Linked DNA regions of Zea mays: region 1 is linked to region 2. Evidence: chromatin contacts called from public Hi-C data. All regions are on one chromosome and are shown on one strand. The core of a region is the stretch at or near the end of the contact, and the rest is flanking DNA. Distances in the headings are between cores, read along the strand shown.

Evidence for each region. A called contact is a pair of places that touch in the nucleus more often than the background predicts.
Region 1: a Hi-C map of leaf shows a contact between it and region 2, with 4 times the contacts expected there. The contact joins the enhancer-like site here to the promoter of LOC100502377 in region 2. A contact is called at or near these places in 2 of 25 Hi-C or Micro-C datasets (leaf and tassel).

The regions. Positions count from the first base shown.
Region 1 is chr5:6,755,907-6,762,131 of Zm-B73-REFERENCE-NAM-5.0, forward strand. LOC103625860 (mitogen-activated protein kinase kinase kinase 5) reads left to right here. Exons shown (of 11, transcript XM_008646257.3): 9 at 156-356; 10 at 468-544; 11 at 659-1,319. The coding sequence ends at 884. Among protein-coding and RNA genes, the nearest start is that of LOC103625861, 9.1 kb to the right of the region's middle. Within about 2 kb of position 2,120, at least 20 of the 20 cell types and tissues checked have an H3K27ac peak or open chromatin away from gene starts, as enhancers often do. A contact at or near this core is called in leaf and tassel, where this site is marked.
Region 2 is chr5:6,363,605-6,370,598 of Zm-B73-REFERENCE-NAM-5.0, forward strand. It overlaps LOC100502377, which reads left to right and starts at 4,612. Exons shown (of 6, transcript NM_001366998.1): 1 at 4,612-5,772; 2 at 5,887-5,955; 3 at 6,028-6,096; 4 at 6,205-6,291; 5 at 6,523-6,590; 6 at 6,679-6,994. The coding sequence starts at 4,756. The coding sequence ends at 6,799.

The DNA.
Region 1 (6,225 bases), core at 870-3,369, 390 kb after region 2:
TGATAAGTGGAGTGAAAAAATGTTGTCTCTGGATCCTTTTTTAAGGCAAGGCCGCAAGGCGATGTGTGTTGGGATTTGTGCATACACAGTGTCTTACTTTTTTGATTTTTTTTTCTTTGGACTCTAACCATGAACTATATTTTGTGGTGCTACAGCCTGCTGCAATGTTTAAGGTTTTGCACACGGACCCACCAATTCCAGATAATATGTCCCCTGAAGGGAAGGATTTTCTGAGATGCTGCTTAAAGAGAAACCCTACTGAGCGACCAACAGCAACCAAGTTGCTCGAACACCCATTTATACGAACTTCGAATCACTACAGCCCGCGTAATTCAATTTTGGGAATTAAATCTCCAGTAAGCATGTGATCTCCAGTAACCCTAAACCCGTTCTCCGTCTCACATGGCATGCAATATCTAAAGTTTCAACTTAAGGGTTTATGCATGTGTATGGCTTGTTGGTGTCAGGATACTGTGCGCAGCGCTGCAAGAGATAAAGTACCCTGGAAAAATGATTCATGTAAGAGAGGGAAACATGCAAATGGGTGAGTACATGTATTGCCTTGCTCTGTTTATTTTTTTGGTTGATCTGTATATCTGGTGATGAAAGGTTCACGTTATTTGAGTTTTTTAACCCCTGCTATTCTTCATTCTGATAGTGAAACAAGCAGTGCTCGGTCGTCAGGGTCATTGACTTATCGATTGATGACACCTCTACCCAACTTGGGAACCAATAGCTTGTCACCTCCACCTTTGAGTTCGGCTTCCAATTCTGGCTCTGCAGCACATACACCGAAAATTATGCATTTTTCAGTCGCATACCATCGGCCTAGTCCTTTGCCAAAGCCTAACGGGAAGGAAGCAATAAATTTGATTTCACATTGAATAACAACATGGCAGCTATCACAACATCTGGGCCAAAAGCCACATAACCCTTGCGCTGTTACTCATAGCTGACAATTTTTGGGTCTCGTAAAAAATATTTTCCATGTAAAAAGATTACCACTATATGATCATAGGGAAATGCTGCTAAATGGAGGAGCCCTGTGAGGTCTGTTGTACTGTTTGATTTCTGAGGAAATGATTGTATTTTCCATGTAACATGTTTATTAGGGTGTAGCTGTAGGTAAAACTAATGGTCCTGATTCTGCCGACAGATAGGACATTAGGGTTATAGTTGTAGCGTGTTGTTGTTGTTGTTGTTGATGTTGTGTAATGAGCATACTTATGTAATCGTTATTGATTTTTTTGGGGCCGTGTAATAATACACGTCAATTGTCAAACGGGGATTGAGATTAAAGATCTATGTTACTTTCATGAGTTCGTCATCACGACATGTCTCGTTTGGTCATAGGTTGATGTATGTATCTTCAATGGCTCAGATACTCGAAACACTCAAGAGGCATGGACAATTTATCTTTCTTATCCCTACGTCCATCAATATATGATGGCCTTCGTGTTAGAAATGTTCAGTCACAAGTTTCTTACAACAACGGGAATGGAAAAAGACTTTGACATCAATTGCGCGGTGATATCCTAGGGATTGGTTGGACTCACGCTCGACACTGTGAGCCAATATGCTATCTAGCTTAGGTTGATCGGTGTGTGGTTTCTCAATCAAATCAAGTCCACTACAAAGCCCACTCCATTGTTTAGTTTCCTCCTTGCACTTGGCAGAGCTCATCTAGAATGCCCACTCTGAAATCGTCAGGCAAAGATAGGGGTGGTAATGAATCACGATCCAAATGCCACTTCATAAAAAATTAGAGCTCTTAAATAATTTTAGTTCAAAAATGAATAGAAACATGGCTCGATCTTAATTCGATTCGATCTATAAATTTTGTAGTGTAAAATTTAGAACTCATTACCACCCCTAGGCGGAGAACCTTCCTTGAAACTAATTGCTGACGTAGTCGTCGAGCCCTAAGTAGCAGGGATGGCAATATGTATAAAGCCGATTCAAGGTTTGCATTCTCGTACCCATGAGGTAAATATTAAATCCACACCCATCACACACGATGGAAACAATATGTTACCCACACCCGCTATCCGCAGCCGCAGGTGTGACGGTATGTTACCCAAAATGAAATGGCTGCCTTGCAAGTTGCTAGTCTGGTCCAGGCTTGTTGGGCCGAAGCGGAATGAAAGAACATACTTACTTGGGCCAAGTTTGCGGTTATGACGGTTATCAGTTAGTTGCTTTCCAGAGTTTTTTCCCCGTGCGAGAGATTCGAGAGAAAGAGAGCGCGTTCTCGTCTGTCTTGAAAAAGAAGCAAAACTTTAGCTGCCAAGAACGGAGAAAAAGAGCAAGGACGGACTGTGCTTTACGATCAGCGGTAGCTGGTACGGTGGTACTACCCTTGAACTAACCCAAACCATTTCCTGCCACCGGTCGCGCTTATAGCTAGCTAGACTAGACAAGCGAAGCCAAGCCGGGTAGGCAGGCGCTTTCTCCATTAAAAACTGGATCAAGCCAACCGCGCCAACCACCACGAGATTCCCGTTGAGATTTGCCACCGGGGCCTCGTGGGGGCACCGAGCGCCAGGCCACCCGGTGCCGCGACCACCACCTGTGATGAGAACCAGCGTGACGCCATGTCATTTCTCTCCGCGCGCAACCAGCCGGCGGAAACGCACGGCTGTTGCTGTTGCGGCCGCCACGCCACTAACGAGCATAGTGCCATAGTGGGTACTGTCGTACTGAGAAGTGACCACCAGCCAGAGCTAGCTCCCAACGACCAAACACGGCTGCAGGCAGGCAGGCGATTAGGCCGCCGGCCGCCCTCTCGCACCGCTGTACTAATAACTCGATTAGGTCCGTGTACTTGCGTGCGTACGTCCTCGTCGAGACGGCGAGAGGCGCAAGGAACACGTGGGGGGCGACGGAGTGGAACGGCCGGCCGGGCACGCAGACGCACACGCACCCCCGGCCACTGGGGCAGGGAGACGGGGCCGGCCGACGCCGGGACGTGTCACTTGCCGAGTTGCCCCGCTCAGCCGCGAATTGCGCGGACGCTGAGTGACGCCGGCGCCGGCGAGCCGTGCACCGAAGACCGAACCGAGGACCCGGCCGGGGTGAAACCGGACTGGCCGCCAAAATAGAAGATTTGCAGGGGGCGGACGGACCAAGGGCGGACTCTGCTCTTCGCAGCCAATCAAACCAGGGTGGAGCGGCGACGCAGCTCGGCCGCCGGCCGAACAGATAAACCGTCACTTTGCTTTGTCCAACGCATGTGGCGACCTGCTAATCCAAATCCGACTTTTTTATGCGAGCAGACAAGCAACGTGTTAGGCGTGGTATACGACGTGACTGACAGCAGAGGGAACGACGCGCATGTGCCATGTGTGTTAGTAGTATTATTTACCGACGGCATAGAGGGCTGTTATTCTTATCTATTAGTGCTGTGGTGGTGCTGGTGGTAGTCTTTTAATTGACCACGTGAGGTTTCGCAAGGATTACAGTCACGTTGCCATCATGCATTAGCACGTCTTATAAGTTTTATATATATGCTCATCGAAAAAGGCATCGCTCGGAGATCTTTTTTAAAGAAAAGAAAAAAACAGTATATTGTTGGGAGACACTACATGAATCCTAATGATTCCCGTCGGCCAGTATAATTCCTGTCGGCCAGGGAAAAAGCCGACGGGGATAACGTAACTCCCGTCGGCTACACTGAAGCCGACGAGAATAACATAACGCCCGTCGGCCAGAGAGTAGGCCGACGGGAGTTAACTTAACTCCCGTCAGCCAGAAAATAGGCCGACGGGGATAACTTAACTCCCGTCGGCCAGAGCGCAGGCCGACGGGGATTAGGCTTTTATGAGCGCGGGATTCGCCCGCGCGGGCTCATTTCTCCGCTCTCTGTCTTAGCGCCGCCGCTGCCCTTCTCTCCTCGCCGCCGCCTCCAACCGCCGCCGTGCCGCCGCCCATCCCCGCCGGAGCGCCGCCCTCGCCCCACCGCCGCGCACCCGTCCTCGCCGCCCGTCCTCGGCGCGCCGTTCTCGGAGCGCCGCCCGTCCTCGCCGCCCGTCGCCGCCCCTCGCCCGACGCCGCGCACCCGGGCGCCCCGGTGTCGCCCGTCCGCCACCCATCCTCTCGCGGCGCCGAGCGCCCAGCCGCCCCACCGCCGCGCGCCCGTCAGCGCCGCCGCGAGCCCGGCCGCCCGTCCCCGCCGCGCGCGCGCCCGTCCGTCGCGGCCGTGCCCGCCCTCGCTCGTCTCCGCCGTGCCCCACACCGCCCACATCGCCGCCGGGTCTCTCGGAGCGTCGTCGCTGCCTCCTCGAGCGCCGTCGCCGTGTCCAAGCGCCGTCTCCGCCCCCGACCGCCACGTGAGTTAATTATGTGTGTACATGTTAATGCATTGGATTGTGAATTTTAATTATGTGTGTACATGTTTATTTTCGTCGGTTTTTTATGGCCGACGGGAGTTACCTTTCATGTGATTAGTATTAATTTAATAACACTTGTGATTAGAGTGTGACTATAGTTAATTTAATATCACATGTGTGGCTTCATGTTAGGTAATTATTTATTGTATTCTTATAGTAGATTTAACTTATACTATTGAATTGTTAAATTTGATGTTATTTATTGATTAGATTTAACTTATAATATTAGGATGTATGAATGTTTCGATATTGATTAATTTGATGTTATTTATGTGTATATATAATTATTTATGTATATATATAGTTTTACTACTTACCTATAGATGTATATATGTATGTATATATGTGTGTGACATGTAGAAACGTGATTGTCTCACACACACTCTTTACTCGTACACAACCGCAATAATGGGTGATAGACGTGATTGGATGTATGAAGGTTTCAAGAAGGGTGGGTGTCACACTAGTGAATGGTTTGCCAAGACGCAAAAATTTCTGGACCATGCAGCTGCTTTGTCACAAATAGATAATATTAGGTGTCCATGCAATAAATGTAGAAATATGACGAGCCACACCAAGAGGCAGGTCACACTACACCTGTGCTCGCATGGTTTCGTGCCAGGCTATAAGGTCTGGTATCTCCACGGTGAAGATGCTGAACGAGCAGCAGAAGTAGAAGTTGATGACGGTGAAGATGATGTTGATAGGATGGACCAGATGCTTGAGGATCTGCAGCCTGAACTGGCACCAGATCATCATGATTCACCTACACCGGAGGTTCAGAAGTTCTTCGACCTACTCAAAGCATCAGAAGAGCCTCTTCACGGGCACACTGACGTGACCGTCCTCGAATTCGTGACCCGACTGATGTCAATCAAGTCAAAATTTGCATTTTCAATTAATTGTTACAAGGAGCTTGTGGATTTGATTAGCGAGGTTCTTCCTACGGGTCACAAGATGCCCAAAGACATGTACCAGTCCAAAAAATTGCTTGAAGGTCTTGGTATGGAGTATGAGAAGATTGATGTTTGCCAAGACAACTGTATGCTTTTTTGGAAGGAACATGGCAGAGAACAAAAATGCTTAAAATGTGGGAAGTCAAGGTACGTGGAGCTTGTAAATGAAGATGGGGAGAAGGTGGTGACAAAGGTTGCACATAAACAGCTTCGGTACATGCCTCTCACTCCTAGAGTGAAACGTTTGTTTCTCTCGAGGAAGACCGCTATGCACATGAGGTGGCATAAAGATTGTATGGACAGACAAGATGGGTTAATGGTGCACCCGTCAGATGGTGATGCATGGAAGGCTCTTGACAAATTTGATCCAGATTTTGCCAGCGATGCAAGAAACGTTCGTATCGGCTTGGCAACTGATGGTTTCACGCCGTTCAATATGACCGCTGCGTCGTATTCATGTTGGCCTGTCATTGCCATACCGTACAACCTTCCACCTGCTCTTTGCATGAAATATGAGTTTATGTTCCTATGTCTTGTTATACCTGGGCCTGAGCATCCTGGCGTACGCCTCAATGTGATGCTTCAACCACTGATTGAAGAGTTGAAGAAGCTATGGCATGGTGTGGAAGCCTTTGACTGCTTCAAGAAGCAGAAATTCAATCTTCGTGTTGCATATCTGTTCTCGGTTCATGATTTTATGGCGTATGGTATTTTCTCTGGATGGAGCGTGCATGGTAGATTGACGTGTCCTTATTGTGCTAAAGATACAGATTGTTTTCGTCTTAGTGCTGGTGGCAAGATATGTTACTTTGATTGCCATAGATGTTTTCTACCCTTTAATCACCCCTTCAGAAGGCAGAGAAAGGAATTTAGGAAGGGCA
Region 2 (6,994 bases), core at 3,362-5,861:
ATGGCCCTTAAACTAGGACTGTATTGGAGCTATTGATGGTACACATGTAAGAGCCACTGTTCCTAGAGATATGGAGCATGCCTTTCGTGGTAGGAAGTCCTATGCGACTCAAAATGTAATGGCAGCTGTAGATTTTGATCTACGCTTCACTTATGTGTTGGCTGGTTGGGAGGGAACAGCTCATGATGCTAATGTATTACGAGATGCTTTAGAACGTGTGAATGGCCTTCGCGTTCCACAAGGTAATAGTTTCACTTATGTGCTTGTAAATGACAATGTTTATGGAATTATGACCATAATATATATATTATTATTATATTATAGGTAAATTCTACCTTGTTGATGCGGGATATGGAGCAAAACCGGGATTCTTGCCTCCTTTCCGTGGTGTGAGATACCATTTAAACGAATGGGGCAATAATCCCGTACAAAATGAGAAAGAGTTGTTTAATCTAAGGCACTCATCTCTTCGTGTCACAGTTGAGCGTGCATTCGGGTCATTGAAGAGAAGATTCAAGATTTTAGATGATGCATCTCCTTTCTTCCCTTTTCCAACACAAGTCGATATTGTTGTTGCTTGTTGTATCATTCATAATTGGGTCATACAAGATGGTCGTGATGATTTTATTATACAAGATTCTAATTGGCCTAGTCATAGCCATGCTACATCTTTAGTTGGCCAAGCAAGTGAGCATGCTGCTATGGTTGCTTTGAGGCAAGGAATTGCAGACCAGATGTGGACAGACCATCAGAACTACAATGGAAACTAGTATCTTGTAATATTTGTAAGAACTATTTGTAAGGATGCTATGTTATTGCAAGGATGTATTGGCTACTGTCTTTTATCAGTAAGAACTATTTGTAAGGATGCTATGTTATTGCAAGGATGTATCTTTTATCTGTAAGAATTATTTGTAAGGATGCTATGTTATTGTAAGGGCATATTGGTTGCTGATTTTAATGTTGCTATGTCATTGTAAGGAAGTATTGTTTGCTAATTTTAATGTTGCTATGTTATTGTAAGGAAGTATTGTTTGCTGATTTTTATGATCTTGATACTTGTAGGGAAGAAATGGAAGCTGAAGGACAAGGCTTCACTAATGGGCATGCTACCTGGACATCAGCAATGTCCTCTTTCATGTTGTCCTACCTGTCCAATGTGGTGTCAAGTGGCGAAAGGACATCGTCTGGTTTTAAGAAAGTTCACTACAATAGTTGTGCAAAAGCTATCAATGAAAAGTTCCAAATCGCCCTCAATGGCGAGCAGATTAAAAATCATCTAAAAACTTGGTCCAGAAGGTTTGCCAAGATAAATAGGATAAGAAAAGTGAGTGGTATAGGCTGGGATGAAGATAGTTTTACTATTACTATGGATGAAGAGCACTATAATGGCTATGTTAAGGTATTATTTCTTCTACCTACAATATATGTTCAATCTGCAATATGTGTATAATCTGCTATTTAGTTTTCTATAATCTGATGCTTGTAGTAGTTGGTAATATTTCTATAATCTGCTATTTAGTTTTCTATAATCTGATGCTTGTAGTAGTTGGTAATATTTCTATAATCTGCTATTTAGTTTTCTATAATCTGCTATTTAGTTTTCTACAATATATGTTCAATCTGCAATATGTTGGCTATTTAGTTTTCTATAATCTGCTATTTAGTTTTCTATTTAGTTTTCTATAATCTGATGCTTGTAGTAGTTGGTATTATTTCTATTGATCTGTTTGTCCAAATGTAGGATCACAAGAATGATGCTGATTGTTTAAATAAGCCTCTTGAACACTTTGCTGAGATGCAAACAATATTTGGAAACACCATGGCCACAGGTAAGTTTGCAAAGGATTCTAATGCAGCTTTAGGCGAAGATGATGAAGTTGATAATGAAGAGGTGATGGCACATGCTTTCACTAAAAGGATGTCCAATTGTGATGATAATGCCACAACATCTTCTACAAGCAAGATCAGGAAGAAGGCAAAAAAACGTGATAGTGAAGAGGAGGGGTTGATTGCTGCATTCAAAAGTGTCGGGGATACCTTATCCAGTGCTATTGAGAAGGTTGCCACAGGGGACACTGATGTGCCAGATGATCTTTTTGACAGTTTGATAAACCTTCCAGGTGTGTGTGCTTTGTTCTTAACTTTAAATGTTGTAACCTGTTTTCTATTGATCTGTTTGTCCAATAAAAACTATTGTAACCTAAAACCTGAAAACTATTGTAACATATTTTTTGACAATTTGCTAAACTTTGCAGGTTTTGAGCAAACCCACATATCTCTTTATTTCAATTATCTGGTGGCGCACCCTCACATTGCTAGAGCCTTCAACAAGTTGCCATTCGACCACAAGTTAATCTGGGCTCGCAATTTCGTCAGTGAAAAGTTCCCAGGAGTGTGAGGGCAGTTAGTAGGTAGGCTTGGAGGGTTCTTTTGCTTGAACCACATAGAACAATGAATTGTGATTTATGTGTACCCAGGACTGTGAGGGCAGTTAGTAGATAGGCTTGGACAGTTCTTTTGCTTGAACCACATCAAACAATGAAATGTGGTCTAAGTACGTCATCTGATTTTGCTTGAACATGCAGATTTTGTGGAAGCCTTAAACTTGATATTATGTGTAATGCTAGGACATATTATTATGTATTGTGTGGAATTAATAATATGTGTGTTTTGTGGACTTAATATTAGTTGTAACATATCATGAGATGGGGGCAATGGCTGCAAATATTTTTTTGTGCTCTGTTCTCGAACCAAACAAAGGACAGGACCAATCCATCCCCAGTTATACCTCTAACCAAACAAAAAACAAGGATCATCTCATCCTTCTGACCAAACAATACGAGGAATCATTCCATCCCCCAACCCAGGGGCCATTCTATTCCATCCTCATTTGTCCCATAACCAAACACATCCTTAGTGAGCATGAAGAACATCGAATTTTGGAGAGAGAGAGAGAGAATTGCATTTAAACCCGATCACACAAAGATAAAGGATATTCTCTATCCTTCTCTTGCTAGCATAACAATGTTAAAAGCGTGTAAATCACGAAATCCTAATCCACCTCTGTTTTTTGGCTTCACCGGTTTCTCCATTTCCAACCAATGATTTTTTTTGTGTGTCTTTATCGTTGCGTCCAATAATTTCACAAAATCATTGGTGTTATATGTCATCACATAGTGATTTGATGAGGTGAAAGCAATGCATAGCATAGACAGGGATGGCTTTTGAGACCACTCTGTTTCCAGCCTCAAATATAAACTTAAATTTTTCGACGAAGCCTGGTAGGCTCAAATACTTTTCATTATAAATAGCATATGAGATTCCTATATTCTACATGCAACTTCCTTTTACTTCATCAGACACATTAATTAGCACTGAACGTAACTACTAACTAGTCCTTATTAATTAACAGCTTCTCTAAAGCCTCTCTCATAGTCATCCAATATCTTCCTTGTTTCCATAGAAACCGAATTTGTAGCATTCAATAAAAAAAATAAACACTAATATGTCAATTTAGGTGACTTGTGACAAAATCTTCACCACCTTTATGCTCGCCTTTCTTCTCCAGCTACCTCATAAGCCACAAAACCATTATCCGTGAATCTGTGATGAGCCGTCCAAAACAAAAAGCACTTTGGATATTTGACATGACTTCTGGAAGAGTCTTCTTCAAGCAATTCGCCAGCACCTCAAGTACGAGAACAATATTTTGTGTCATTCCATGCATCTATCCGCCATTTATATATAATAACTTTCTGAACTTCTTTAACTATTCTCTCGCCCACAATGTGCCAACGTTCCTTATTAAAAAAAAAAGAATAGCGACCATGCCATCAAAGGCTCTTTCAATTTATGCAGCTGTGAATTGACCTAACAATATCGCATCCATCTGTTGTGTTACCCTTGGCTAATTGTATTTGAATAAAAAAAAGGAACCAATGAGATTTCCATCTTGTGAGATGAACATAACATGCTTAGAATGTTCTTTTCCATCCATCCAGCCTCATTGATCTTTCTGAGATGTGAGAATGGTTTGTCCATTGTCCTATCTCTTTAGAGATAGTTTGAGAACCTCATTTTTTTCTAAGAGATTTTTCTAAAGGAAATTTAGTTTATTTTTTCATGAAAAAAAAGAAATCTCTTAGGAAAATAAGGTTAACAAACTAGCAAAAAGAGATGATCATCCATAATAAAAAAACCAAATGACCCAAAGTTCAAACGTGTCACTGTTTTTCCTCTCTTGCTGTATGCTCTCATTTTTTTCTTCTTCCCAGAACTTTGCATTGCAATGCCAACCAATACGACGGTGTCCACCTACCGCCCACCGCTCTCGTTCCAACCTAGTTGGACCACCCCGTAAAAAATCTGAGGGGAGCCGGCCTCCACGAACTCCTCCGCTGCAACGACATAAAAGAGCCGCGTCGTCCCTTCCCTCCCGGCTTCCTGGCCTGCACCTAGCATCTCTCCGCTTCCTCCCCATCCGCGCCGCCTCTGACGTTGACCTCGGCGGCCGCCACCGGCGAGGTCGCACCTCGCCGGTCACCACCACCCCCGCTGCTCGATCTTATATCCCTACTCCGAGGATCCCTGTAGCCTCCTCCGGCCGCGCACCCGCGGAACCCTAGATCTCCGATACCCCGCGCTCCTTCCCGCCGACGGCTACCCGATCGGAATGGGCCGCCATCTTCAGTAAGGTCCAAGGACCCAGGGGTACCCCCCTCCGCCTTCGCGCGTGCGCGGAGCGCCGCCGCGATGGCCATCCGCATCACCGTATCCTATTCGGGCTACCTGGCGCAGAACCTGGCCGCGTCCTTCGGCCTGCGCTGCACCGCCGCCGCGGCTGCGGGCGCTGGCGCCGCGCCCGGTCCAGGGTGCCGCTTCCTCCAGGACGCGCTATCCCGCCCTTTCTGCCTCTTCGCCTCCTCCCGCCACGTCGACCCCCACCATGACGCCGAGGATCAGAACCACCCGAAGCCCGGGCCCAAGGCTCTGTCCCCTGCCGTTGCAGCAAGAGGAGATGGCTACTCACTGTTGCTGCCGCGATCGTGTTCCGCGAAGGCGCCGCCGCCGGTGGATGACCCCCCAGCGTCGCTGGCCGTGGGGCTGCTGTCGGTGTTCGCGTCTGGGATGGGATCGACTGGCGGCATTGCTGGTGCATCCTCCCTTGTTGCGTCGCCGTCAATATCAACCGGGCTCAACCCTGCGTCGCTCCTCCCGTTCCTGCAGGCGAGCAAGTGGCTCCCCTGTAGCGACATAGTCGCTGCTGCAACGACGTCGCGCAGCTCAGGACGCCCAGCAGGTGCAACGGCTGCACCTACACCGCGTACAGCTGCACCATCGCCTCGTCCTGCACCACGCGCAGCCGCTCCATCGCCCCGTCCTGCACCATGCGCAGCCGTTCCATCGCCCCGTCATGTACCAGTGCCGTCACCTGCTGTTGCTGCTCCTTCCAAGGTCGGCATACAAGCATTGGTTGATAGTGCTAGCATCGCCTCAGGTTCAGCTGGGATTGGAAGAGGGGTCATTGCCTCTGGTGCAGCTGGAATGGTGAAGAAGAGTGGTGCTAGTCTTCCTGTTGGTGCAGGGGTGGGAAGGAAGACCGGTTGGCTCTCAAGGTGGGTGAGCTCATGCTCAGATGATGCGAAGACCGTCTTTGCCGCTGTGACCGTGCCACTGCTCTATAAATCATCCCTAGCTGAGCCGAGGTCCATCCCATCCAGGTCAATGTTCCCAACATTTGATGTTGGTGATCGGATCCTTGCTGAGAAGGTATGCTGTATTTCAGTTCCTTTTGTTATGTGAATACCAATGTGTATTTATTTTGTATCATTTGCTTATATTGGTGAACAGGCATCTAATGTGTAGCCCCTATCGTGACTGTAGATTTCGTACATTTTCCGGGAACCGGAAATTCTGGACATTGTGATCTTTCGGGCACCTCCAGTCCTTCAGGTGTGATACAATGTTTGTGCATTGTCTAATGTAGTTCATCAGAGCTTATTATAACAAGAACAATCTTTGTAGGCATTGGGCTACAGCGCAGGTGATGTGTTTATCAAGAGAGTTGTGGCTAAGGGTGGGGATATCGTTGAAGTAAGCTTTTATCCCAATGGTAGTAACCTCTATGTTTTCCTTCATTTTGGCATTACTTTTTATTTTTGGGGATTATATGAACCAACTGGTGTCCCTTGTATTTAATAGGTACGTGATGGTAACTTGATTGTTAATGGAGTAGTTCAGGAGGAAGAATTTGTGTTGGAACCAGCCGACTACGAAATGGATCCGCTGGTATAATAACTAATCTTCTTACCACATGCTACTAAAGAGCCACTATTTTGTAGTCCTGTAAGTAAGTCGCCTCCATCATAGTTATGTGGCATCAATTCTTGACTTTTGAATTGTTACAAATTGGTTGTGACCTCAAAAGTATTCCTGTGTTCTATGTTCATATATTAAGTTTACTACTTTCATCCACTGAATCTATATACACGTGCTGATTAATCGTTGTTGCTTGGCCAGACTGTGCCTGAAGGCTATGTCTTTGTACTGGGGGATAACAGAAACAACAGCTTTGATTCACATAACTGGTATGCTAAACCACCAATAGAGGCTTTATGTTTCAGTTTTAACCCCAGTTTCTACAGCAATAGCTCATGTGTTCTGTTGTTTCTGCAGGGGTCCACTTCCAGTTAAGAACATCCTCGGGAGATCTGTGCTCCGATACTGGCCACCATCTAGGATAACAGATACAATATATCAGCATGACATGGTGCAGCACACAGCTGTTGCATCCTGATAATACATTGTGGCAATACCACGTGGTGCACGCCAATTTCTCCTTTCCCTGCATAGCTTTATTGACAATTGATATGCTTAGCCGTGGGGTTCTTTATTTATTTGTTGTAGCCTTGCCTCAAATGTCGATTGGGCAGCTTGGCTGACAGATTAGTTTTTTTTTCCCTCCCTACGGGCAGATGCTTGTTTAAAGACA